3 separate regions of the Sus scrofa genome follow, and all the other regions are linked to region 1. The links are chromatin contacts, called in public HiChIP or PLAC-seq and promoter capture Hi-C maps. All regions are on one chromosome and are shown on one strand. Each heading gives the region's core, a stretch centred on a gene start, on an enhancer-like site or on the middle of the called end of the contact. The rest is flanking DNA. Distances are from core to core; before and after follow the strand shown. Region 1 holds the start of TRAF7 (E3 ubiquitin-protein ligase TRAF7). Region 2 overlaps PKD1 (polycystin 1, transient receptor potential channel interacting). Region 3 holds the start of TSC2 (tuberin).

What was found. Promoter capture Hi-C pulls out the DNA fragments that hold promoters and counts their contacts. HiChIP or PLAC-seq counts read pairs in DNA pulled down with a chosen protein or histone mark.
Region 2: a promoter capture Hi-C map of fetal liver shows a contact between it and region 1, with 2.0 times the contacts expected there. The contact joins the enhancer-like site here to the promoter of TRAF7 in region 1. A contact is called at or near these places in 3 of 5 promoter capture datasets (fetal liver, fetal skeletal muscle and liver), 5 of 47 Hi-C or Micro-C datasets (embryonic fibroblasts, fetal liver, fetal skeletal muscle and 2 more) and 2 of 2 datasets of contacts at active chromatin or transcription factors (alveolar macrophages and skeletal muscle).
Region 3: a contact with region 1 is called in an H3K27ac HiChIP or PLAC-seq map of skeletal muscle. The contact joins the promoter of TSC2 here to the promoter of TRAF7 in region 1. A contact is called at or near these places in 2 of 5 promoter capture datasets (fetal liver and liver) and 2 of 2 datasets of contacts at active chromatin or transcription factors (alveolar macrophages and skeletal muscle).

Annotation. Positions count from the first base shown.
Region 1 is chr3:39,826,993-39,830,660 of Sscrofa11.1, forward strand. It overlaps TRAF7 (E3 ubiquitin-protein ligase TRAF7), which reads right to left and starts at 1,458. Exons shown (of 21, transcript XM_003124733.4): 1 at 1,263-1,458.
Region 2 is chr3:39,894,708-39,898,272 of Sscrofa11.1, forward strand. PKD1 (polycystin 1, transient receptor potential channel interacting) reads left to right here. Exons shown (of 46, transcript NM_001246202.1): 39 at 334-446; 40 at 655-802; 41 at 919-1,044; 42 at 1,246-1,420; 43 at 2,232-2,522; 44 at 2,596-2,730; 45 at 2,809-3,114; 46 at 3,210-3,565. Among named protein-coding and RNA genes, the nearest start is that of TSC2, 39 kb to the right of the region's middle. Within about 2 kb of position 2,029, at least 36 of the 83 cell types and tissues checked have an H3K27ac peak or open chromatin away from gene starts, as enhancers often do. A contact at or near this core is called in alveolar macrophages, embryonic fibroblasts, fetal liver and 1 more, where this site is marked.
Region 3 is chr3:39,933,555-39,937,448 of Sscrofa11.1, forward strand. TSC2 (tuberin) reads right to left here and starts at 2,025. Exons shown (of 42, transcript XM_003354671.4): 1 at 1,901-2,025; 2 at 1,171-1,337. The coding sequence starts at 1,308. It overlaps NTHL1 (endonuclease III-like protein 1), which reads left to right and starts at 2,065. Exons shown (of 7, transcript XM_021086781.1): 1 at 2,065-2,258; 2 at 3,669-3,894. The coding sequence starts at 2,120.

The DNA of each region.
Region 1 (3,668 bases), core at 208-2,707:
GCAAACCTGAACGCCCAGAGCAGTGCCAGTGGGGATTTGTGATGGGGGGGGGCAAGAAAGGAATGAGGAAGAGGGAGGCCACGCACTTGGCCAAGGCCCAAGCCAGGTGAGAGGGCCTACGTGTGCTTGGGGGGGGGGGCGACCGGAGAAGGGTGGGCTGACGGGCTGGGCAGCACAGGGCTCTGAGCAAGGGGCGCAGCGATGCTGAGTGGCACCCTTCCCCTCCTCCCAGGGCAGGGTGCCATCCGGCAGGACCCCAGACTCGGCCCCAGCTGATGGCCCTGGCCTGGCTCAAGACAACCAGGCCAGGTCAACAGACTTGGAGAGAGGGCCCCACCCCCCTCTTCCCAGCCTCCTCACTCTCACCGACTTCCCCACTGAAGCCAGCGGGCCTCCTCCACACACAACCAGAGGCTTCTTACTGGACTTAGACCTGATGGCCGCTCTCCTGTGCTGGATCTCCCAACAGCCTCCCTTGTCAGCACAGGACAATCCCCGTGAGGCCTCCCCGACTTCACCTCTCCCTCCTTGCTGGTGTCTGCCAAGCTTTCTCACTCTAGGCCTTTGCATCTCTTGCTCCCTTTGCTCAGCAAGCCCTTCCAGAAACTCCCCAGGCCAGACAGACTGCTCACTGCACCGCCCCCTCCCCAAGCCATTCAAGAGCCCCCCAGGACTCTCTCAACGCCAGGTTTCTTTCTTTCGCGGCACTTATCACAACCCCTCAGGACTGTCTCTGTGTATGGTCAGTCCCCCCCACTTTCTAGATCCCTGCTTCTCAAAGGGGGAATGCATGGAAATGTTTGGAGACATTTTTGGTTGTCGCATTGAGAAGGACAGGATACTGGTTTCTAGAAGGTGGCGATCAGGGACGCTGCTCAACATTCTACAAGGCACGGAAGGGAATGATGGCCACGAAGTGTCAAGAGTGGTGAGACTGAGAAACCCTGCGCTCAGAGAAACCCTAAGAGCCTAAGAGAACGAGGGTCACACTCTCCGTAGTCTCCCGGCGCCTATAACAGTGCTGGGCACCCGGCGGCGATCAGTAAAGGCAGGAAGAAGGAATGAATAAGGAGAGTATGGAGGAAGGGAGCGAGCGACGGACCAGCTGATGGACAGACAGGGAGATCCCGGCGGGCCTCAGCCCCGCCCCCCAAACGCGACCCCCCCCCCCTTCCCGGGCCCCCAACACGCCCTCTCCCCCGGCCCCACCGCGCGGCCCCAAGGCGCGAGCCCCAGACCCAGTACGCCGCGCAGACACTCACCCGCCCGTGGCCGCTCGAGAACGGCAGCACCACCCTCCCGCTTCATCGTGCCCCTCGGCCGCTGTCCGGGAAAGGGACTGGACGCTCGAGCCGGAAGCGCTCTGGCGCTGCGCCCGCCGGGATTCGTAGTTCCCTGGCTCCCGGGACCCGCGGCGGCAGCCTTACGGGAGGTTCTTAAGAAACTATGACTTCCGGCGGGCTCTGACGTCGCAGAGCCGGATTGGTGACTTCGGAATCACTCTATGTTGCAGATCGGAGTCTGATTGGTTTTGTACATCCGTCGTTCACAGTTGGGTTCAATGGCCTCTGCAAAAGGGTGGAGTTTCGGCTGTCAGGTCCAGGAGACCGCCCCCAAAAGAAATGCCAAGGCGCGATTGGTAGAGACCGGGGAGTAGAGAGCGGAGCGTATCAGCGGTGAGGAGGGCAAATACTTCCGCCCGGCTTGCCCAATCGCAGAGGTGAGGCAGTTTCTATAAAAGCTTGAGCCTCGCACCCTCGCATTCTTTCGGAATCAAGGAAGAGATCGGTGTGCTCATTCTTCCTACCTCTGTGCACCACGGTCCCGGGAGGACCTGGGCCCGAGGTGGGCCGCGGAGGTGGCCTAAACCCGCCGGCCGACCTAGCCCCCAGGTCCAGCCTCCGTCTGAGCTCCTCCGTGGCCCTCAGCATTCTATACGTTCCTGCCCCCACTTCCCAGTTCTGTCCCGAACCTCCAGCGGTACTTCTCCCTACAGGTAAGGCTGGGCTGGGCCTGCTTACTCCTTTCAGCTCTGAGCCTATGATGAATTGCTTTGACTTCTGACACCTCGTATGAAAGCTGCACGTGCAGTCTGATTATTTTTGCAAGACTGAGGCTTCAGGGTGAGCGCCCTTAAAAGACCTGGGGGTGAAAACAGGCCTTGGCAGAATTGGGTTTCGGTCTACATTTGGGCGCTGTCTGTCTTTCAGGAACATCGGTGACCTGGCAGAAGACTGCGAGGCAAATCATCCATGGGGGCCTGGTTAATAAGGTGGGAGTCCATGTCTGTCCAGAGTGCTCAGCAGTGAAGCAGAGGTGGTGAGTTGATGGGAACGCATGTGTTTCACTCTCACACCTGTTGGTGTTAGGAACGGAAACCAGACCCGGGTGAGTCAGAACAGGGCATTAATCATCGTCCAAAACAGGACGCCTGCTCCCAAGGAATAGGAGGATAGAGCTCCCTTGAGATCCTATACTTTGCTTTCGCCACTGAGGCACTCTGAGATCCAGAAACATCTGCCCTTCAGGCATATGCCATCTCACTGGCACATTTCCAGAATGAGGCTAAAACCCGGGACAACCAAAGGTGGAAAGGTGATACACCTCTATATGCCTCAGGACCTCAGGCCCTAATCACATACTGGAAGGAGGGATCCCCTCCTCCCAACTGCAGCCCCCTTGGAAAGGGCCATAACCGGTCACCTCTCCACCCCTACATTGGTCTGTGTTTCTGGACCGGAAAGCTGGATAGACCACTCCCCAGCTAAGGCGAGCTCCAGGAGAGACCAGTGGGATTCCCCACTACACCTGCGAGCCACTTGGAGACTTCCGCTAGCCCTTAAGCCTCGGCTAAGTAGACATGTCCCTCGTGATCGGCAGTAGACCAGGCCTAGTCTCTGGACCCACCCCTGGGAATGGGGACCAGTCTCCTAGCAACACTTAGACCCTCGCAAACCATACCTGCTACCCAACTGAACACTCATAGTTGGTATGTCCAGCCCGTCCCTGGACATTCTGGGCCACTGTTCCAGCCCAACTAGTTGCCAAAATCCGACAAACGCCCCTGGCAGAGGAGTGGCATTTGGGGCAAGGGGAGAACATTTTTTTGCCCTTGGTGTCAACAGTTGGTGGCATTAAAAGCCAAAGCCTCTGCTTTTTCTCCCAAGTGAGTTTTTTCCCAGCTGACTAACTTGCCCCAGGAAACCTTCCCCATTTGCGCTGAGAAAAGTGGGCCTGGGAAGCATGCAGAGGTCTGGGTACGGGGTAACCTTGGCCATCAGGACCAGGAAGCACAGGGCCATGGAGGGTCTGTCAACTTGAACTGAGGCCCTGTGACGCTCCCAAAGCTGACACTATCTGGCTGTCTTCGCTTAAGCTTTCCTCTAATGCCGTCAGCCTGTCCTCGAGCACTCTCTTGTTTGGGACGACGCAAGAATCACAGTGTCCTGGCTCCTCAGCCAGACAAGGTCACCACCCCAACAACCTAACCTTGCGGTGGGAACCCAAATGAAAGGCCCTCTACCCTGAAGATCAGGCCCGAAACGCCTCCTGACACATAAATCCATTCCCGAGTAGCCTCGCAGCTGCAGGCTTCGCTGCCAAGAGGATGAGTCTCACCAAAATCTCAAGGGCTTTATCCGCTTTCTCATCAAGGACCTGTGCCCTGG
Region 2 (3,565 bases), core at 779-3,278, 68 kb after region 1:
TGCCTTCTGGGCCAGGGTGGTGCGGATCCCGCCCTTGGTCCAACCCAGACCCCAGGGGATGTTGGAAGTGTCTCGATGCATCTCTGGTGTTCAGAACTGGGGCGGGTGCTGCTGGCAGTGGGTGTAGACCACAGACACTGCTCCAAACCGTGTGTGCCCCGTGCAGCCCCCGCCCAGCATTAGCTCCCCACAAGTGTCAGGAAGCCGAGGCTGAGGCGCCAGGTCGTGCCTCCCCTGGGGCAACACTGGCAGCCCCCTGTTGGCTGGTTCTCTGACCCCAGTGGGTTCGGGGAGCTGAGGCATGGAGCATGTGACTCTGTCTGGCACGGGCAGGTCTGATGAGTTCTGGCCCTGGATGTCCCACGTGCTGCTCCCCTACATCCACGGGAACCAGTCCCGACCGGAGCTGGGGCCCCCACGACTGCGGCAGGTGCGGCTGCAGGAAGGTGAGTGGGAGAGGGGCACTCTGCCACTTATCCCTGCTTTTTCCCAAAGAGAAGCCTTTGGGTGACCTCCCTGCCTCCGGGACAGTGTCATCTACCTTCTGGGCTGCTGGGAGGGTCGCTGCCATCACTCAGGGCTGAGCCCTGGGGGCAGGTAAACAGCCAGTGCTCCTGGTTTGGTCCTGCTCATTCTCTGGCCTTCTGCTTTCAGCGCTCTGCTCGGACCTTCCCGGCCCAGGGGCCCTCACGTGCTCGGCAGCCTCCGGTGGCTTCAGCACCAGCGACTATGGCGTTGGCTGGGGGAGCGTTACCCACAACGGCTCCAAGACGTGGGCCTACTCTGCCCCGGACCTGCTGGGGTGAGCGGGGAGGGCGGGCCAGGGTGCCTGGGGCGTTGGGAGAGCGCTCCTCGCGGAGCCCCGCCTGTTCCCGGGTTCCTGCGGGGCAGCGCTCTGACACTGCCCCCTCCCGGCAGCGTCTGGTACTGGGGGTCCTGCGCCGTGTATGACAGCGGGGGCTACGTGCAGGAGCTGGGCCCCAGCCTGGAGGAGAGCCGCGCGCAGCTGGGCTTCCTGCAGCTGCACAACTGGATCGACAACAGGTGGGTGCTCTGCACGCCCACGCCCCAGCCTTGCTGTTCCCAACGAACCCCCCCAGTGCACCTCACCCTCCTCCTCCACCCGCTGCCCAAGCCCCTGCCTCTGCCAAGGCCCCCAGCTTCTCCGCGGCGCAGGTCCTCCCCTCTCGGCCTTGACCCCTTCCCACCCGCTTGGACTCCGGCCCCACCGTGCCCTCTGCGCAGGAGCCGTGCGGTGTTCGTGGAGCTCACGCGGTACAGCCCAGCCGTGGGGCTGCACGCTGCTGTCACGCTACGCCTCGAGTTCCCTGCAGCCGGACAAGCCGTGACGGCCGTCAGTGTCCGCCCGTTTGCGCTGCGCCGCCTCAGCGCTGGCCTCTCAATGCCACTGCTCACCTCGGTAGGTCCTGCCACCCCTCACGGTTCCACCCAACCCCGCTCCCTCGTGGCCAAGGCCTGGCTCTGATACCGCCCACTGCCCCGCCCAGCCGGACCCCGCCCTGTGCTGACACCACCCCCCACAGATCCTGACTCCACCCTTTCCCTGCCCCGCCCACCCCAGGCCAGTCCCTCCCTCTCGTGGCCCCGCCCCACCCGGCTTGGCCCCGCCCACCTCGGCTCTGACACCGCCCCCCAGGCCCTGACTCCACCTTCTCCCTGCCCCGCCCGCCCCAAACCAGTCCCTCCCTCTCGTGGCCCCGCCCACCTCGGCTCTGACACCGCCCCCACAGGCCCTGACTCCACCCCCACGCTTCCCCACACAGCCAGCCTGACCCTGCCCTCTGCGGCCACCGCCCACCCCAGCCCGACCCGCCTCCACATGACCCCGTCCAACCGGGCTCTGCGCCCTCAGGCTGCCCTGCCCACACTGCACAGGCCCTTACTTCACCCCCCACACTGCCCTCGTGGCCCAGGCCGGGCCCTGACAGTGCTCCGCTGCCCCGCCCAGCCTGACCCTGCCCTGCGTGGCTCCGCCCACCGCAGCGCGGCCCCTCCCGATCCAGCTCGGGCACCACCGCCCACAGGCCCTGACTCCACCCTTGCGCTGCTCCGCCCACCCCAGCCCCGTCTGTGCCCCCTGGTGGCCTCAGCCGGCTCTGACACCCCCTTGCTGTACCCCCGACTCCAGTCTGTTCTGCCCCGCGCGGCCCTGCCCACCCTTGTCCGGCCCTGACCCCGCCCCACTGTGGCTGCGCCCCGGTCCTCTGCAGGTGGGCCTGCTGCTGTTCGCGATGTACTTTGCTGTGGCTGAGGTGCGCTCCTGGCGTAGAGAGGGGCGTGTGCGTGCCAGGAGGCCTGGGACCTGGGCGCGGTGGCTGCTGGTGGCACTGACAGCGGCCGCTGCGCTGGTGCGCCTGGCGCAGCTGGGCGCCGCTGACAACCAATGGACCCGCTTCCTGCGCCGCCGCCCGCACCACTTCACCAGTTTTGAGCAGGTGGCCCAGCTGAGTGCGGTGGCCCACGGCCTGGCTGCCTCACTGCTTTTCCTGCTCTTGGTCAAGGTGAGAGCTGGGCCGGTGGACCCGGGAGGGTGCTTCTGGGTAAGGTTGGGCCACTGATGCCCTTTGCCCACAGGCAGCCCAGCAGCTGCGCTTTGTGCGCCAGTGGTCCATTTTCGGCAAGACGCTGTGCCGGGCCCTGCCAGAGCTCGTGGGTGCAGCCATAGGTCTGGTGGTGCTCGCTGTGGCCTACGTGCAACTGGCTTTTCTGGTAGGTCCTGGCAGGGGGAGGCCATCAGAGGGGCCTTTAGCCCCGGGCTGCCTGTCACTCGTGCCGTCTTTCCCCCAGCTGGTCTCCTCCTGTGTGGACTCGCTTCGGAGTGCCGCCCGGGCCCTTTTGGTGCTGTGCCCTGGGGCCGGGGGTCCTGCCCTGTGTCCGGACGAGTCCTGGCGTCTGTCCCCCTTGCTGTGCACAGGGCTCTGGGCCCTGCGGCTGTGGGGCGCCCTGAGGCTGGGTGCCATCCTCCTGCGGTGGCGGTACCACGCTTTGCGCGGGGAGCTCTACCGCCCAGCGTGGGAGCCCCAGGATTATGAGATGGTGGAACTGTTCTTACGCAGGCTGCGCCTCTGGATGGGCTTCAGCAAGGTCAAGGAGGTGGGTACGGCCCAGTGGGGGGGAGAGGGACGCACCCTGGGCCCAGTGGAGCCCAGGGTGCAGCCGGACTGACCGAGCCCCTGTGCCGCCCCCAGTTCCGCCACAAAGTCCGCTTTGAAGGGGTGGAGCCACTGCCCTCCCGCTCGTCCCGGGGCTCCAAGTCTTCTCCGGACGTGCCACCGCCCAGTGGAGGGTCTGATGCCTCTCGCCCCTCCACCTCCTCCAGCCAGCTGGATGGGCTGAGTGGGGGCCTGGGCCGGCCGGGGGCCCGAGGGGAGCCGGAGCCCGAGCCCGAGCCCTCCCGCCTCCAAGCCGTGTTTGAGGCCCTTCTTGCCCAGTTTGACCGACTCAACCAGGCCACGGAGGACGTCTACCAGCTGGAGCGGCGGCTGCAGAGCCTGCGTGGCCGCAGGAGCCGTGAGCCCCCAGCTTCACCAGCCCCCGGGCCTTC
Region 3 (3,894 bases), core at 775-3,274, 110 kb after region 1:
TGATTCGACCCCTAGGCTGGGAACCTCCATGTGCCACACCTGTGCCCTCGCAAAGAAAATTCACGTGTCGTACAATTTACCACGTTAATGACTGTATGACCCACTTTATAGTATATTCACAGTGCCTGCAACCAGGTCCACTGATTTCAGAACACCTGCATCACCTGAGAAGGAAGCTTTATGCTCGTTGGCATTCCCTTCCCATCTCGTCTCCCTGCCCCACAGCTGATGGCAACACCGGATCCTTAACCCACTGAGCGAGGCCAGGGATGGAACTCCCATCCTCCTGGGTACTAGCCGGGTTCATTAACCACTGAGCCACGACGGGAACTCCAACGTGGGCCTTTTAAATCAGCTTCTTTCACTTAGTATAATGTTTTCAAAGCTCATCTGTGCTGTTACATGTATTATTTCTTTATCCCCTTTTTGCAAAACAATACTCCACCATACGGATGTATCAAGTTTTGTTTAGACTTTCACCAGCTGAAGAGCATTACTTTACAAGTGCAAAAATCCAATGCTGTTAATGGGCAAAGCGCCACATAGGCATGCCGTAGGGCGATTACAACCCCGGCAAAAGAGTGAAGACTTAACCACTCCCAGGAACTCACTGATTACCAGTTAACACGGGGCCAGGAATTCCCATTGTAGCACAGCAGAAACAAATCCAATTAGTATCTATGAGGACTTGGGTTCAATCCCTGGCCTCGCTCAGTGGGTTAAGGATCTAGGGTTGCCACGAGCTGTGGTATAGGTCGCAGATGCTGCTCAAATCTGGCACGGCTTCGGCTGCGGTGCAGGCCGGCAGCTGTAGCTACAATTCCACCCCTAGCTTGGAAACTTCCATATGCCACAGCTGCAGCCCTAAAAAACAAAAAAACAAAACAAAACACATCTGGCCATAACCCTCATCACCGGTGGCCACTCTAGTGCTTGGGTCAGATGCAGCAAAACAGATTCGCTCACATCAACCTTTTAATAAAACTCGACCAAGCTGCACCAAGTCACCAAGAATGACCTCCTTAGTCTCCAGAGCGAGATGCACGTCACCGTGTTCCTGGGGACAGCCAACCCCACAGATGGTCATCACAGGCCCTGGTGACAGACCCACCCCACCTTCGCCTGCACCGCCCACGAAGCTAGCAGAGAAGATACAGGCAGCTCACTCACTCTCAGGATTTCCGCCGTGATGATAAACTCCGTCTGTTTGCCCTCTGCGGACCGGGGGTTTGGCCTTGAAGTGCCCAGTCCCAGGAGAATCTTGAACTTCTCCTTCAGGCCTGAATCTTTGCCAGTCGGCTTGGCCATGCTGGGCAGGGACGCACCAGAGGCCTCCTCTGTGGGGAGAATGGCGCACGGAGGCCTCAGCGACATCTCCACCTACCTGTCCCGCTGCGGACCTCCAGCCGCCCGGGAGGCCCAGGTCCCAGGTGGGCACGGCCTTTCCACCCACAGGCCCTGGGAGGCCTCAACTACAGCCCGGTCGCCGCACAGAAAGGGACCTGGGAAATGCCAGGCGGCCGGCCCGCGCCGCCCAACTCGGTGCACCGAGTGAGCGAGGGGAACTGGGGGCGGGGGCGGCCGCCGTGGGGTCCAGGGAGCCCTGACGTTTGCCATTTTTCTTCTCCCCACGTGAGGGAGGACTGCTAGGGGACGCCGACAACAGAGACCCCCGTCGCACCCGCCATGACTGAAAACCAAGGAACACTTGGAGCTCCAGGCGCAAGCTGCGGTGGGCGCTGCCGAGGGCCGGGCCGGACCCTGCGGGGTCCGCCCCCGCCGCCTCAGCACCGAGCAGGCCCGGAGAGGCGGCCCTCCCAGCTGCCTCCTCGGGGCCAGCCACCCCCCCGCCGCCCGGTCAGAGCTGGCACCAGCGGACGGGAGGCCGCGAGCCACTCACCACTCGGCGCTCCCTCCGCGCGCCGGGCAGCCCCGGCACGGAGAACCCAACACACCCCCACGCCCCAAGCTGTCGCCGGAAGCGAGACCCGCACTTCCGGCAGCGGGAGGGTGCCGCGGGCCTCCGCGGGGCTTGCTGGGAGTCGTAGTTCTGGGCCGGGCTCGGGTGAAAAGCCTGGCGAGAGTCCAGGACGGAAGGGGGGCCGCAGGGGCTGCTGGGATGTGTAGTCCGCAGGAGTCCGGCATGAAGGCGGTGGGCGTGAGGATGGTGACCCGCAGCCGCAGCCGGGGACCCGTGGCCGGGCCGCGGGGGGTTGGGGAGGACGCCGTGCGGCTCCGGATGGGAGAGGCGGCTGCAGGTAGCGCTGCTCCCGGGCTGGGGCACAGGAGGAGAGGCAGATGAGGGGGCCAGACGGACTGGGAGCCGGGGTCCACGGCCGCACCTAGGGTTCAGCGCCGCGCGGACTGGCGCATGGCAGCCGCCGGCGAGCTCCCGGGCCCCACGTGGGGCCCCGTTTCTGCCCTGCTCCCGCTTCCCAAGAGACAGGCGCTGGGTTCCTGGCGTTCCTACCTTCCCCCCGCCCTCGTCCTCTTCAAGAAAGTTCTCCCCTTCCCAGCTAGCATGCCCTAAGGTATTCCACTTGTGCCAGGCCAATGGCGAGGCGAACCGGCCCTGTCTCATAGCCGCTTCCAGCTCAAGCCGAGTGCCCAGGATGCTCCCAGCCAGTTTTCTCCCCCTGCTAGAGGTTGCCGGAAATAGCATGGCCCTCGTTGTTTACACGGTTGTTACAGAATCACACAAGTTCTTATTAAGGACGTCCTTTGGGCCAAGCGTGGGACTCAGCGGTGGGTGAGAGTGACAGGGCCTCTGCCACTTGTCCTGCCTGGATATCTGCAGGATTGGCCAGAGGGGGACTCCCACAGACACCCGGAGACCCCAGGAGTAATCCAGACAAGATGACATATATAAGCATTGCAGGGGGCACGGGCATGCGGTGATGCCAGGCAGAGGGGCAGAAGCTTGGTGCCAGGACAGAGTTTGGAGTTCATCATGAGTACAGGAAAAAAAACCAATGAGAATTTTTAAACAGGAAGTGACACCATTCAATGTGGACTTTTTTTTTTTTTTTTGACTGTTTGACTTTTTGCCTTTTGTAGGGCCGCTCCCGCGGCACGTGGAGGTTCCCAGGCTAGGGGTCTAATCGGAGGTGTAGCTACTGGCCTACACCACAGTCACAGCAACGCCAGATCCAAGCCACTTCTGCGACCTACACCACGGTTCACGGCAACACCAGATCCTTAACCCACTGAGCAAGGCCAGGGATCGAACCCGCAACCTCATGGTTCCTAGTCAGATTTGTTAACCACTGCGCCACGACGGGAACTCCTCGATGTGGATTTTAGAACGTTCTCTCTGACAGTGTAGGCCAGCTTGGGGGCACCGTGGGGAAGGCCTCGTGCACTAAAGTGGCCTTGGGTCACAGGAGCCAAGTGGAATACCCTAGCGTACTGCTGATGGGAAGGGGAGAACTTTCTTGAACAAGACGAGGGTGAGGGGGATGGAAAAGACCAGAACCCAGCGCCTGTCACAGCCCGCAGGGTGGCGGACCCGGCCTGGAGTCCCTGCCGCAGAGGCCAGGGCACCCTGGCTGTTGTAGAGGATGCTCGTGGTTAAATGAGCTGCGAGGGAAGAGATGGCAGGTGGGGCAGCCCCAGACCTTCGCCTCACCTGGAGCCTCTCTGAAGAGACCCACTGGCACTTTTTGCAGAAGGAAGGAAAAGCTGCAGCCCCGTGAAGCATCCACAGAAGACCCAAAGGCTCAAAGTGGCCTATGAGGCCCCAGGAGGTGAGAAAGGAGAGGGGACCGAGCCGCTCGTGGCGCCAGGCTGGGAGCCTCCGGACTGGCGGAAGCAGCTGGAGAACATCCGGGCCATGCGGAGTGGGAGGGACGCACCCGTGGACCAGCTGGGGGCTGAGCACTGCTACGACCCCAG